Linked DNA regions of Mus musculus: regions 1 and 2 are each linked to region 3. The links are chromatin contacts, called in public promoter capture Hi-C maps. All regions are on one chromosome and are shown on one strand. Each heading gives the region's core, a stretch centred on a gene start, on an enhancer-like site or on the middle of the called end of the contact. The rest is flanking DNA. Distances are from core to core; before and after follow the strand shown. Region 1 holds the start of Slfn5 (schlafen 5). Region 2 holds the start of Slfn8 (schlafen 8). Region 3 holds the start of Slfn3 (schlafen 3).

Evidence for each region. Capture Hi-C pulls out chosen DNA fragments and counts their contacts.
Region 1: a contact with region 3 is called in a promoter capture Hi-C map of liver. The contact joins the promoter of Slfn5 here to the promoter of Slfn3 in region 3. A contact is called at or near these places in 17 of 39 promoter capture datasets (the 3T3-L1 cell line, 3T3-L1-derived adipocytes, the C10 cell line and 11 more), 5 of 484 Hi-C or Micro-C datasets (CD4 T cells, bone marrow-derived macrophages, cerebral cortex and 1 more), 9 of 115 datasets of contacts at active chromatin or transcription factors (the 230-238 cell line, the HPC-7 cell line, the SCID.adh cell line and 6 more) and 4 of 9 other capture datasets (adipose tissue, liver, macrophages and 1 more).
Region 2: a promoter capture Hi-C map of liver shows a contact between it and region 3. The contact joins the promoter of Slfn8 here to the promoter of Slfn3 in region 3. A contact is called at or near these places in 7 of 39 promoter capture datasets (the C10 cell line, embryonic stem cells, hippocampal neurons and 3 more), 2 of 484 Hi-C or Micro-C datasets (the G1E-ER4 cell line and bone marrow-derived macrophages), 4 of 115 datasets of contacts at active chromatin or transcription factors (bone marrow-derived macrophages, effector CD8 T cells, large pre-B cells and 1 more) and 4 of 9 other capture datasets (adipose tissue, liver, macrophages and 1 more).

The regions. Positions count from the first base shown.
Region 1 is chr11:82,949,844-82,954,335 of GRCm38.p6, forward strand. Slfn5 (schlafen 5) reads left to right here and starts at 2,259. Exons shown (of 6, transcript NM_183201.4): 1 at 2,259-2,352. The region is part of intron 1 of Slfn5os (schlafen 5, opposite strand); the gene reads right to left.
Region 2 is chr11:83,017,373-83,022,486 of GRCm38.p6, forward strand. Slfn8 (schlafen 8) reads right to left here and starts at 3,438. Exons shown (of 6, transcript NM_181545.4): 1 at 3,205-3,438; 2 at 2,541-2,656; 3 at 1-350. The coding sequence starts at 343.
Region 3 is chr11:83,188,235-83,192,999 of GRCm38.p6, forward strand. Slfn3 (schlafen 3) reads left to right here and starts at 3,096. Exons shown (of 3, transcript NM_011409.1): 1 at 3,096-3,174. It overlaps Slfn4 (schlafen 4), which reads left to right. Exons shown (of 8, transcript NM_011410.3): 8 at 429-1,982. The coding sequence ends at 1,060.

The DNA.
Region 1 (4,492 bases), core at 1,009-3,508, 240 kb before region 3:
CCCAAGTAGTTTCCAAGCCCACTGTCTCAACTGACAATCCAAAGGGAGGGCACTCTCTAGAGAATTTTTTAAAACTACTTTTTAAAAAAAAATTATTATTATATGTAAGTACACTGTAGCTGACAGACCAGAAGAGGGTGTCATATCTCACTACGGATGGTTGTGAGCCACCATGTGGTTGCTGGTATTTGAACTCAGGACCTTTGGAAGAGCAGTCAGTGCTCTTACCCGCTGAGCCATCTCACCAGCCCCTCTAGAGAATTTTTGTTTCTGCTAAGGTGATTGCAATCTGAGGGAAAAGTGCAGAAAGAAAATTCCAAGCCTCTTCTGTTTTTCTGTTCCCCCAACAGAAAATTGAGACTTGGTTGAAGGACTAAGCTTCCTGAGAAGAGCCCTATCTACTGGGACAGGAAAAGAGTCAGGGCACTCTCGGACCTCAGTGTAGGTGCTCTGCAGGATAGGCTCTTCCTACATTAACTGTGCTATGTATTGTTCATTTAAACAGATGTTGATAAAACATCAATTTCCTCTCGAGACCGAGCTCGTTTTATTCCACTTTATCAAATGGCAAACATTGTAAGGAGCGTTGTAAGCATGTCTATGAAGAGTTTACTTTTAACTCGCTGTCAGGAATGGTTAAAGAGGCCTAGAGAGGTAGCTCAAATCTGAGTTTCATCTCTACAAACCGGGTGTTTGTAATCCCAGTGCCTGGAAGGCACAGAGGAAGCACTGGGTGCTTGCTGGCCCACCATCTTGGCCTATTTGGTGAGTTCAATGAAAGAGCCTGTCTCAAAACGAGGCAGAAGGTGTTTACAGAAGGGCAGATGAACTGTCTGTCCTCTGGCCTTCTTGTATAAACATGCATGTGCATGTATAGCTGTACATGTGTGTGTACCTGCACACACATGGACACATATGGAGAGTGAGAAATGTATCTTTGCTTAAAGGGGAATATTATATACCAGTTATCTGGATTTCAAAGAAGAAATGTAAAAAGGCTGACCAGGCTTTATGCTTCTGGCTGCTATGAAAGGGTGTGGTCGCCAGGTCCCAGTCCCCGTGCCTTCTCCACCCCCTCCCCCCATGAGTCACAAGGCTACAGAATCCAACATGAATCTCTCTGTGACACCCTTGGGCTTTTCTGGACTTACTGACTGCAGCCTCCAACTGTGTTGACTGCAGGAGAAGGGAAAGTGCTGGCAGCTGAGTCTCTAACTAATAGAGAGATTATTAATGGCTTTAAATCTCTTTAACAGCACCCCTCCCCCTTTCCGCTTCCTTTAGCTTGCTTCTTTAGTCTGTTGGGGAGGAGGGAACCTGATTTGTTCCCCCAGCTCCAGGGGTTCTGGGGGTATCCATGCCTGAGTTGTAAAGAGTTAAGAGAAATATGTACTCGCCAGAACATTAAGAAGCGCAAAGAAGGGCAGGAGAGGACAGTTGGCTCCAGGACTGGAGGAATGCTTAGGGTCGGGAAATCTAGGCTGGAGTTAGCCCCCTGGGAGCTCAGTCCTTTTCCGCCTCCACCCTCACTCCCAGTTGCAGCATATCCTGCTCTGGATCCTTTCGAACTACCCTGTCCCCCCCTTCAGCCCCCAAGCAGCAACTTGTTCTGCAGGAAACCGCGCCTGGAGGGTAAAGGTAGAGGAAAGCAGGGCGGGGGTGGGACGCGGGGGATATCAACAATCTGGAACGTTTGGGGAAGTGGAGATAAAGGAGGGCCAAAAAATGGGAATGGGTGGGTAGGGGAGTCGGGGGTGGGGGACTTTTGGGATAGCATTGGAAATGTAATTGAAGAAAATACGTAATAAAAAAAAAAAAAAGGAGGGCTTTAATTTTCTGCCTCTTGTTTTTCCAGGTGCCTCCACCGACCCATCATCCTGAAGATCGCTGTCCTTGGTAAGCTGAAGATCTTGCTGTGAGGATTCCAGCAGAAACCAGGGAAACTGAGGGACTTTCAGGCACCGAGGAGAGGGACCCTGGAGCAGTGGAGTCTGAAGGGTCCCGTGAAGGGTCAAGTAGGGTCGGGGAGGTTTGGGGGACATGGGATTGTGCCAGGTTTCCTTCCCTGAGTGGCCGTAAGAACTATTAACGCCCCTTCAAAGTGAAAAAGAAAAAAAAAAAAGCTCTTCTCTTTCTTAAAGTTAACTGAGGTTACTGGAAGCACTGGGGTTTCCTGGTCCATGGAACAGGACTGCTTTCTGCAGATTGCCCCGCCCCATGCGATGTCACTGCGCTCAGCTGATTTAAGGACAAGAGCACACAGGGTAGAGGTCTCCACTCTGGACCCAGGACATCAGCTCTGATTCCAGGAGACGGGGCGCCCTGCGGGCTGCGGAGGACAGACTCCGGCGGGTAACGGGTTCCTCTTAGTCTTTTGCACAAGTTTTTTTATCAGATCCAGGGTCATCAGGTTCCCCCGCGAGGTTGTGGGGAGGCAGGGTGCCGCGCCTGAATTCCAGAGTTCGCTTCCTATAACCTGTGGTAACATCCATGGATAGCCGGCTGGGAAGCATCTGGGGCCCATAGGCTTAGGCGGCAGAGGGCCGGAGGTGTTGAAGGCTTGGGAAGGGAAGTCCCGGGGAAGGTGGCCGAGTGAGGAGAGGGACCTATCTCGGGGAGGAGACGAGAAGTGTCCGGTCTATCACCAGAGTCACCTTTAAACCTCTGGCTTGGTGCCTACAGAGCCCAGTGTCTGTGATAACTGATAACGCGGTTAACAACAATTCAGTGGGCAGACCAAAGAAGCAGGTCTGCAAAGCATGATTCTGTGACTTTGTTTCCCTTTAAACAGGGTGGTTCTGAAAGCAGAAGTGGCAGGGGAAGTGATCAGAGAGATGAAAGCACTTGGTAGTAGCTCCTCAGGTCCTAGGGTTGGGGTGAGGTGGTTGCTCGTGGTTCAGAGGCAAGGCCCTAAGAGGAAGTGGGTGTACTGTCTGAAGTTCTCCAAAGCTGGGTTTGTCGTGCCTGGGAAATAGAAACTGATCCCTAATGTGTGTGTGTGTGTGTGTGTGTGTGTGTGTGTGTGTGTGTGTGTGTGTGTGTGGTGGGGAAGTGGGAGAGGGGAATAGGCAGGAACTGAGGGTTTCTGTGTCTGAACCTATGGCAGAGCAGTGACTTAGTGCCACAGCACGCTGAACCGGATGGAAGGGTTTAAATGCCAGAAGACATTTAAACTTTAAATGCCTCTATCTTTGTGAAAGTGAAAGAAGAGACTGACATGGCTGTGGATTTTCCAGATGGGATAGGAGTTCTGCCAATCAGAAAGCAGAACTCCATTTCTGAATTATTGACATAGCAGGAGGACTTTCAGGAGTCGCTGCTGGACCCAAAAGGCAGTCTCTACATTCTAATGTCTTTGTTGGTGAAAATATGAAACAAAACGAAAAACTACTCTCAAACTTCTCGAGGGTATTACTTCCTGCTCTTATGTAACTGCAAGGGAGGAGAGGAGGTGTCTTTTAAATTGTGCACAGTTTGTAAAGCCCACTGTTCTCCTCAGCACACAGTAGGTTTTCACTGAGAGGGCACTTGGTGGATCTAAGAAGTCTAGACTTATAACAAGCAAGGGAGAAGGAAAACAAAGATTAGAGGCATCTAAAAGTCTTAAAATGCCAGGTGAGACCCACACCCGTTAGTCCCAGCACTGGAAAGACAGTCGCAGGTGGATCTCCAGAAGTTCAAGACCAACCTGGTCTACATAGTGAGTTCTAGGTCACCCAGGGCTGCACAGTAAGACTTTTTCTTTAAAAAAGTCTCAAAGTGCAGACTTAGAGCCATTGGTTTTATCATAGATTTTGTTTCTACAGAAAAACAAAAACAAAAACAAACAAACAAACAAAAAAAACAACCAGCAGATGGTGGTTTCCGGCGGTGTTGGGGTGAAAACTCAGGGTCTCCTACTTGCAAGGAATGTTCTTTGGTTGGTGGTTGAGACTCTGAGAATCCCCAAGGGTCCAGATTAGTTGACTCTGTTGGCTTTTCTATAGAGTTCCTATTCCCTTAGGGGCTTCAATCCAAGAAGGGAAATTCTTATAGCCCACTGTGTTGAGTTTTTCTTTTCTATTTTTAAAAAAGCTCTATTTGTTTGGGGCTAGAGAAGTGGCAATTACGAGCACTGCTTATGATTGCAGAAGACCTGAGTTGATTCCTAGCTCTCCCAAGGCAGCTCACAGCCATCAGTAACTTCAGCTTTAGGGAATCTAACTCCCTCTCTGGCCTGCACAGACACCAGGCACACACATGCATACATGTGGACAGAATACCCAGATACATAGAGTAAAAATAAATGAAGTTTTAAAAGGATGTTATTATTTTCTTTTATGTGTCTTGGTGTTTAGTGTGCATGTATGTCTGTTGACTGTATGCATGCTGTGCCCTTGGAAGCCAGAAGAGGGTTTCAGATTCCAAGTTACAGACAGCTGTTATCCACCATGTGGGACTGGGATTTGAACTCAGGTCCTGTGGAAGAACAGCCAGTGTTCTTTCACTGAGC
Region 2 (5,114 bases), core at 2,188-4,687, 170 kb before region 3:
GCCTGCAGCTCCAAGATTTAACAAAAATGTAGAACTGGTCCTCTTGTTGCTTGGTCTCAAAGAAAGCCTGCATATTAGGGGACATAATAAGCTCTCTCAAAGACTTTTCCAAGTCCTGTCCCATCTCCACAGGATGCTCACTCTTGTTAGTCATTTGCATAGCAATTAATCCTCCTCCAGAGTTTAACAGAGCACAAGCAGCCTCTGTAATTCTTGTCTTCTCCAGCTTTCTTTTCTTTGAGTCCATTTTATTTCTATCTTCTTCTCCGATAGTCACTTCTCCTGCGTAGATGGTCAAGTCTGGGCACGACCATTTCACTGCTAAGGAGGGATGTGTCTCCATGCTGATCCTATAGTCAAACAATCCAAACATTTGTTTTACTTTTACTAAAAACTTACTTCTCCCATGCACACAATTCACTCATCTACGTATTGAAACATATTTAATATGAGGTAAATATATTCTGTCAGAGCAATAAAATATCAAGTAAGATAAAAATAGTCCTTTCTCTTTAGAAACTGTTTTGAAGGGGCAATCAAAGTAGAACTTATCATCAAATGTGATATGGGTTATAGTAGGACAAACAATTGATGGGGTGTCTAAACTAATTTGGCTGTTAACCTGCGATTCAATAAAGCTCTCAGGAGGAGACAATGATGCCTAGGTACCAGAAGTGTCAGGATGTAGCCATTGTCATTAAGGTACAAGACCAGGAGGAATCAATAAATCCAAGGGTGTGCCATGGAGTGAGATATCACAGCTTGGTATATATTTCTAATAAATTAAGAGATGATGGAAGAATATACTTGAAGAAGATGTCGAAAAAAAGGTGAAAACCCAGAGGTGGGAGAAAGGAAGAGGAGTATGGTGTTGGGCATGGAGCTCAAGGGTAGATGCTGAGATTCTCCAGGTATCTAAACTGCTGACCAGAAATGCACACTGAGATTAGGAAGTCTTATTCAATGATGTAGGGAAATGCCAGGCAGTGATGGTGCACGCCTTTAATCCTAGCGCTTGAAGGCATGCCAGTAGGATCTCTGAGTTTGAGGCCAGTCTGGTCTACAGAGTAAGTTCCAGGACAGCCAGAGCTACACAGAGAAACCCTGTCTGTGGGCAGGAGAAGGGGAGGGTGGGGGATGTTTGGTGAAATGACATAACTTTTAACTTTAAAAAGTTCCCAGATTCTTTGGCTCATATATGTCAATAAGCAAAAGTCTATGAATTGTCACAATGGATTGAGAAATGAAAAAAATGAAAACTAGGTACAGAAAAGGCCACTAGATAGACTTACTAAAAGAGAGAGGGAAAGAGAGAGACAGACAGAGAAAGAGAGAGAGAGAGAGGCACAGAAAAATTTGTATTAAGAGAAATTGATAGTTCTCTTTGCGATGGGAATATTAACAATATATACCATGGAGGAGAGAGAGCCAGCACAGAATGAACTTAAAGATGGAGCAGGAGGCTGAGGGACTGAAACAACAGAATCCTGAGCACCAAGGTTTGGAAATGACAGTGGTCCATGAGCTGGGAAAAGGTGAAGAAGAGGAGAAAGGCAAGCAGTGGGCCTGGTAGAGGTTAGGTTACAGATGTCTGTATGTCTGTACATCTCCTGCCTGGTGCCTGGTCAGAAAAGGGCTTCAAATTCCCTGGGACCAAAATTATGAGAATTGCTCATTGCTGTGTGGGTGCTATGAATTGAACCTGGGTCTTCTGCAGGAACAAGAAGTGATCTTAACTGCTGAGCCATCTCTCCAGATGTATATAATTGAGGTTTTTTAAGGGAGTAAAATCCTAAAAGTGTCATGTGACCCAGAATAAGGCCAGACTAGAGGATGTTTGCCAATGTTGAAGGATTGTAGGGGCTTGTGGGACAGCTGGTCTATAGTAATGGCACCATTCCCTGAGACCTGCAGAAAGGTGATCTTGTCTCCCTTATACAATCATATAAACAGTCGGTGAAAGATTAGGCCTCTGATGACTGTGTGTAGAAAGTAAGAGTGGAACACACAAGACACTAGAAGGGCTGGGGCAGTACACTGGGCAAAACAAATTGGGACTGGCCATCTTAGGCAGAACTGGGACAGAAAGGAAACAGGCTTTAGAAGGTGTGCTATTTGAGAAACTGAAATCCCAGGGTCTTAGGCTCTTTTCCATAGCTTCTGGATTATAAACCCTGGGTGAGATAGTAGCTATTCTATTTCTGCCTCTTGGCTCATTGCTCAGTTAAAGACAGTATCTTAGAGAGAGGGGTCGCTCAGTGGCATCTGCAGAATCCCTTTCAACATTGTCATTTCAAAGCTGAACCTTGGGCCTAAAGCTTGTACTCTAACTTGCACCTACTAAGAGTAACAGGCTCTACCAGCTCAGAGACTGCCTGTTGAGATTGCCAGCCAGAGCAAGCCAGAGTGACAGAGACAGCCTCCCTCCCCCATCCCTTCACCCATCTGGGTCCCCCTTCTCCTGTGCTGGGCTGGTCAGTCTCTCACCCACTGGAATCATCCCCTTTCACTCCCAGGCCCCTCCAGTCCTCAGCACCTACTTTTAAAGGAACGCGTCGCCAAGTCTGAGAAAATATCCGGGTCTTCAGACAGGAGAGACACAGTGGTGCCACCCTGGCTTCTGGGCTGCTCAGGTCCCAGTTCTGGTGTGCTGGACCTCAGGGAAGGTGGAGGGGAGCTGAGGGTCTCACCAGGTCCTGGTTGCTCCGGATCCCAGAGCGCAGAGCGCGCGGAGGTGGCGCGGAATTCCAGCCTTTCCTTTTCACTGCCTGACTCTCCACCCACCCTCTCCCGCCCGTGGGCAGAGACCAATAGGAAGCCTTCTAAATACTGGAAAGCTTGAAACTCAGAAACTAAACTTCAATAATTGTGAACCTGAGCTATATTGGGCGTTCGGATTGTTCTTGGTGTTTTTAGTTTCTTTTGGTCTCTGCTTTCTCCCCACTTCCTCTTTCCTCCTTGCTCGTCCTAAATGCTAGTGTTCCCTCATGGACCTATCTGTCTGCATCTATATACCGACTAATCAATCTGTTTATGGGATCTTTTCATACAAATTACACAAGACAGGATAAAATTTTTTCAAAAGGAGATAAGCTCTTCTCCAGCCCCTTCCCTCTGGAGCTCTTCTCCAGCCCCTTCCCTCTGGAGCCGGGCCTCCCATCTTTCCCTGGCTCCCTTGAAGGTCACACCTGGACCCTCACTCACCACTTCCAGTGGAGTTCTCTTGATCCCTGTTCCCTGGCCACCTTGGAAAGCAGAATTTGGAAACAGACAGGAATGTAAGTCTCCCTTTCTTTCCAGAAGCCAGCCTCCTGACAAGATCCTTCTGGTCTGTGGCCGGGTAGTGTTCCACTTGTGGACTAGTCACCTGCCTGTGAAGTCCAGAAAAGCAGCCCTGGTTCTACTGTGAGTTTGGCTAGCAGTGGTAACAGCGAACTGGCTCAGTTCTTCTTGTGGTTGCGTTACTTGCTTTTGGGGAAAACGAAACTGCTCAAATTTTCTGGCCAGCTGCAGGCATGCTGCCAGATTGAGCTCACTTCTGGTTTTGAAGGATCTGACTGTCTTGCTGTGTTTCCAGCTAAGCCCCCATTCTTAGCTATTCGTGGGCCTCCTCACTGTAGCAAGGACTTATAGCCTTCTCAGCCTGAAGGGGTTCCCTGCTGTGGAAAGGACAATCAAAGAAAACATAATATTTCATATAGTGGGATTTTTTTAGGGTTAAGCAAATGTATAAGAACTCTACCGAACAGTGTTAGAACGGTGGCATAGCTAGAAGAGGAAACACGAAGCGTTCACTCACTGGAAACTGAGCTTAGGTAAGAAAGGAGCAGGTTATATCTGTGAAAGCTTACATCTGAACTTATGATCCTTTATCGTGAAGTCTGTAAGAAGTCTGGCAGTCTTACCTAGTTAAATAATGTACTAATGAGCACACACAGTGGTGGATTCCCTTAGGGTAAGGAGCTACGTCTGTTTTCTAGCTGTCAAGCTACAGTTACCTTAGCTATCAATGGAGTCAGAAATCTGAAAATAAAGTATAATCTAGGAGTCATGTATTAATTAAAATGACAGAGTTTCATGTACGGTTCACTACATAAACAGCTCCCAGGTACTTGAGGTCTCCATGGCATCTTGGGCAGAGTCAGTCTAGATTTCAAGGCCAAAAGACAAAAACCTTTTTTTCTGTGGAGTTAGATATGTGTGAAATGAGAAATGACCCACCTTGGCTTAGGCAATATGAGGCATTTGACTCTCAGGGTATCCTGTTTGTCCACAGTGTAAACCAAGCCGTAGCAGCAGCCAAGACTAGTAGACTCTTGTGTCCTTTTTTCCTTGGAGAACATAAAAGATAACTCTCAGGCTTTGGGAGTCTCTGTCTGTCATGAGCTTAAAAATTAATACATTTAGCAGATTTCTGACAAGTTTGACAGTAGTCTCTATTGAGCATATCTGAGTTAGACGACCTGTGATTGCTTAATTACTTGTTTGAGAATGTACTAGCAAATAGGGTACACTATAACTTAATGGCAGTTAAGAAATAAGGGTAAACATATATTTATAAAAGACAGTGATCTTTAACCTCATATTGTTTACAAATCATTATTTACTAAGGCAGGATAGAACAAAAACCTTATCTTGTTAAGTGACTTTGACAGGTTGTATCAGTAGATAAAAACACATGAAGAGATACACACCCAAAGAGACAAATGACAGAGTTTTGTCTAGTGTACACATGGCTTCGAGTTGATGTGGACCAGAATGGAAAGAAATCAGAGGGCTGACAGCAGTGGCTTGAGGGCGTGGTGGGGCCAGGGGCGAGGGGAGGTCAGAAAGCAAGTGTGTTAGGGCAGCTTCAGGCCAGTGCCACAAGTGCCACGTGTGGGTGCTCAGGCTGTGCAAACAGGCCAAATGAATAGGGAAACAGAGGAGCCCCAGCTCTAGGCTGCAGACTATGGGCAAGCAGAGCTGATTCCCCAGGAAAAAAACTGAGAATGAAATGGAGAGCATCAGACTTAGGAGCTGGGGAGAGGCTCTAGGGATTGGCATTGTAGGAAATAATGTAAAGAGAGTAGATGGCTCTTTATAGGCGCAATCCCACTCCTGATCAGCACGGG
Region 3 (4,765 bases), core at 1,846-4,345:
GTCCTCTCTGAGGTGTCCTCTCCCCAACTCTGGAGCTCTGGCAATGTGCTCTGCTCCCCGCTTTGCTCTCTGGAACCTCCCCATTTCTCCATGCTTTTCTCCTGTTTCATCACCTGACTAGGTTCTGTCCTCAACATTAGTCTGTCATTTGCTCCCCTGATTCTTCTCATCCGTGGAGTTCCTCAGAGCAAGCCTCTGAGACTGTGAATGTTCAGCTGCTTCCATGGCTCCCTCTTTGGCCGTTTGAGTGTCCAAGTCCCCCTTGCATCTACCTCCTTACAGTTCTTGAATCAGTGTTTGGTATCTTGTGTTCACCTTCTCGTTTGGGCTGCAAAGTGTGGGATTTACAAACTGCTTGGTGATGTGTCACACACAACATTCCGGGCACTTTTACTTTTATAATTTGTTATGTTTCTTTTCTTGTCTAGTGATGCCTGGAAAGGTGATATGCTCTCCAGAAGCCCTCTGCATGAAACCATTCTCACAACATGAAGGCTATGAGCAGTTAGTCCGGACAGAATTGGGCTCCCTGCGTAAAGGAACACTGGTTGTCTCCAAGAGCTGGGCTTTGGATCTGGGCTTGCAAGAGAAGCAGGAAGTTATCTGGGATGTGCTTCATATTTCCCAGGGCAGTCTCCTGACCCTGCATGTCTTTGTCCAGGGAGATGAGAACCTGGAAGGCAACAGCAGTCTTCTTGGGAAACTAGGCGCCGAGTTAAAGGGCTATTATAAACAAATTGCCCTAACATTAAAGCAGACGTTGGTAAACCATTGTGGTTACACTGCGAAAATAGGTATTATAGTAAAGATAACATACTTGGGTCATAAGACAATGTGTCTTTATGACTCAAGCGCGAAAATATGTTACCCCCAAATATATTATCTGACTACCAAGGCAGTAAAGGACTTAGAAAAAGCTCTCGCTGAAATCTTAGGAAGTTATGAGTCTTTCTACAGTTTACCCAGGAGAAACTGGGATTCTTTTATGTCTGCGTTTTTAAATGTGGGCAGTTATATAGTTTACTTTTCGAGAAATGTCTTAACTCATATTCGAATCTGATGAGTAGGATACTTAGAAAAAGTTCTTGCTGAAATATTTGGAAGTAATGAGTCTTTCTACAGTTTACCCAGGTAAAACTGTAGTGATCGTTTTATGTCTGCATTTTTAAAGGCATGCAACTATATAGTTTACTTTTCGAGAAATATCTTAACTCTTATTCCAGTCTGTCTTGACACATTCTGTCTTAAAGGAAAACATTGTATCTCTTGTATGTAAGACAGTCTACAGGCTGGTCTTAGGCCATGCTGGCAGTTTCTATGGGGCTACAACATGGCATCTATTTTTTTCTATTTATATGATCATTTCCGATGAAGTATTGATAACAGGATTTTAAGATGTTGATATTGTTCGTTTAGGATTTGACATGTATTTTTTTATGTTCGTATCATCATGTTGTTTGTGCTGTAGATAATACCTTTACAGGTATTTACAGCATTGAGTTTACATGCAAGTATTACGCATTAATTGAAACGTTGGTATTTCCTTTGTAAAGGAAGAAATGTCTTTATTGTAAATCTACGTTTGTGAAGGATAAAATTTCTCGACATTTAGCCCTTAGCAGCTATTGTACATACAGTGGTAACCTGTTGTGACATTTGATGGAGTTCATCAAAAGACTGGTTGCCCATCACGACAGTTCTGATAATGGGGGCTATGAGTTGGGTGTTCACAGGCCCCATTATCCTTAGCCATGTTCTGCTCTGATCTATTTCTTTATCAATACAATTCATCTTTAAAATATACTTCATTTTTTCATGTGCTCTGTCCTCAGATCTGTGTTTTTATGAATACAGTTCTTCTACTTGTATCTTTCTTCAACAAAGCTTCATTATTAACTGAGAAGTTATACATAAAAAAATTTGGATAACAAAGGTTCTGCCATTTTAATATTTCTAAAATAAATGATCTTAACAAAACGTCATCAAATTCTCTTAAAGAATTCTTATTGTTTTTCCAGGATAAGTTTTTCTGGCTTTGGGGTTTTAGTTGTTTTGAAGATTTGCGATTGTGGTTTTCAGAGTTATGGCCTAGACCTTTGAAGACCAAGGAAGTGAGAAGACACATTATCATAGCTGCATGAGCACCTCGTGACACCTGTCACAGTAGCTGGACTAGAGATCACCCTACCATTCTGCCTCCACACAACAGCCACTGGGGCTGAGACACATTAGAAACACTTGTTTCATGGAGGTGACATCAGTGTGAAGTCGTGAGAGTAGTGGGACACATCATGTATGACCTAGGAAGTTGTTGCACTCTCAAAGCTACGGGAACTCACGGGAGGATCATTGGCAGAGAGTTTCAACAAAAGCAGCAGCTGCCTGCCTAATGTCAGCCTCTTTGGGTATCAGGTCAGGAGCTGGATTAACATAGGAAAGTCAGAAGGAGGAACCCAAGTAAAGGATGACTGTAACAGTGTGGGGCAGAGACCTGGGTAGGGACATGAACTGGGAAAGAGCAATGGAGTCCTAGTAATGGCATGCTTGGCTGCAGAGTCAGGTTTTCAGGTCAACAGGACAAACCTTGGGGAAAGACTTAAGAGTGGGAGCCAGTGAAGTGATGGCTCAGTGGATGGAGGCAGCTCCCACCTTGCCTGAGGAGCCCAGCCCCAGGGATCTCTGTGCAGGAGAGAGAGAAAATTGACTCGAGCCAGTTGTCTTCTGACCTCCACATGGTGGTGTAGCTGTGAACACCCAGCCCCCCAGCTACACACAGATACTTTTATGACCTGCTAATTTTTTATAATGCTACATTTTAGGGACTGAAGCAAGTGTCCCACAGAGGTTTAGCCAGTCTGACTAGGAGAATGTAATGGACAGCACTCTGTTTCAGAGGCATCCTTGCATAATCCCTAGAGTGCCAGGCATCCTGGGGAATTCTCAGCTTAGCTGTGCAGCTAGACATTGGAACACTGATGACTGTGCAAGGTCCTTAGCCACTCTGATTTCTGCCTCCCACCCTCACCGGAGCTGGGCAGGAAGTGGATGACAGAACTTCCTGGGGGAGGGACTCTGGTAAAAGAAAGCAAAGGCGCGCCAAAAATGCCTGGGGCCTCGGAGATGAAAGACGGACCTGAACAGGAGCAGAGACACAGAGCTGGCCACACATGGAAGGTAATGCCAGGACTAATCGGGATGAACTAGAAAGTTGGTTGGGAATCTGCCCAGCTATAGGCTTAAGCTTTAAAATACCCAAAAGCCTCTGTGTCATCATTTGTACCGCTTCTGGGTCAGAAAGTCCTGCTATATAACTGAAATCACACAGGGGCCTCTTTAGAAGAAACTGACCAGTGCGGAAGGAACAATATCCTCAGATCATGGAGAGCAAGAGAAGGAAACACAGAAAATAATCATGAGGCCTGAGCGATGTTTTGAATATATCCGCTCCTGTAATTAGTCACCCTCCCTGAAGGCTGTCTAGAAAGGACAAGGCGACCAGCATGTGGTTTTAGTTTCTGCCACAATGCTCACATGAGTCCCTTCTGTATCGCCTGGCTGGCCCTCCCTTCCTCCACATCCAGGCTAACTTTAAAATCCAACCTGAAGGTTTTAAAAATCCAATTATAAGTTAGCCTATATATGAAATAGGGGGGGGGGGAGGAAACTTCATATTAAAAGCCCTGTATAAAATGCACTCTTTACTGCATTGAGTTTGGTCAAGAGTTTTCGTGGCTGCCCCCAGTTGGTTCTGGTTGGTAAGTAACGATGCCCACAGTCAATGCCTGGGCAGGGCAGACAAAGGGGGGACTTTTAGGATTTTCCTGCCAAGAAGCGAGAGGAAAGGAGCAGAGTTCAGCCATGCCAGAAGAGGTAGAGGACAGGAACCATGCCAGAAGAGGTTGAGGAAAGGAGCCTGCCTGAGCAGGTGTAGGACAGACTACCCAACCACAGTGGCCCCGTGAGGAAAGTTGCATTTATGTGATATAGGCCAAGTCACTGTAATGCCCCACCTTAGCCTTCCAACCAACCAACTCTTATTACTGTAAGGTTGGTTCTGTAGTTGTCATTTTAGCTGTCAGTGCCCTCTAGTGTTCAAACAGCAAAGGCAACTACAGCTTCCAAAGACCTCAAATAGAAAGTCCGAAGGAAAGTTGATGTGTTGTTGATGGCGATGTTTTTCCAATCTCATGAGCCTCTTTCTTATTAATTGGTATTAAATTGCACTGAATTAAGTGTTTCAATGTAATATTATCATCTGTGGAATGTCCTTTGGTCATGGGTTCCTCTTTACTCTCCCTTGTCCCTCCACCCACATGATAGACCTCTTCCTACATAAGTCTCCCTAGTGCTTTCATACCCTTTAAAAGCTATATGATGGGGCTGAAGGGATGGCTCAGTGGTTAAGAAGACTGGTTGTTCTTCCAAAGGATCCCAGCATCCACATGGCAGCTCACAACAGTCTGTAACTCCTGTTCCAGGGGATTTGACTCCCTCACACATGCAGGCAAAACACCAATGTCCATAGAATAAAAATAAAACTTTAAAAAATCTTTTCAATAGTGGATGCTCACAGTCAGCTATTGGATGGATCACAGGGCCCCCAATGGAGGAGCTAGACAAAGTACCCAAGGAGCTAAAGGGATCTGCAACCCTATAGGTGGAACAACATTATGAACTAACCAGTACCCCAGAGCTCTTGTCTCTAGCTGCATATGTATCAAAAGATGGCCTAGTCTGCCATCAATGGAAAGAGAGGCCCATTGGA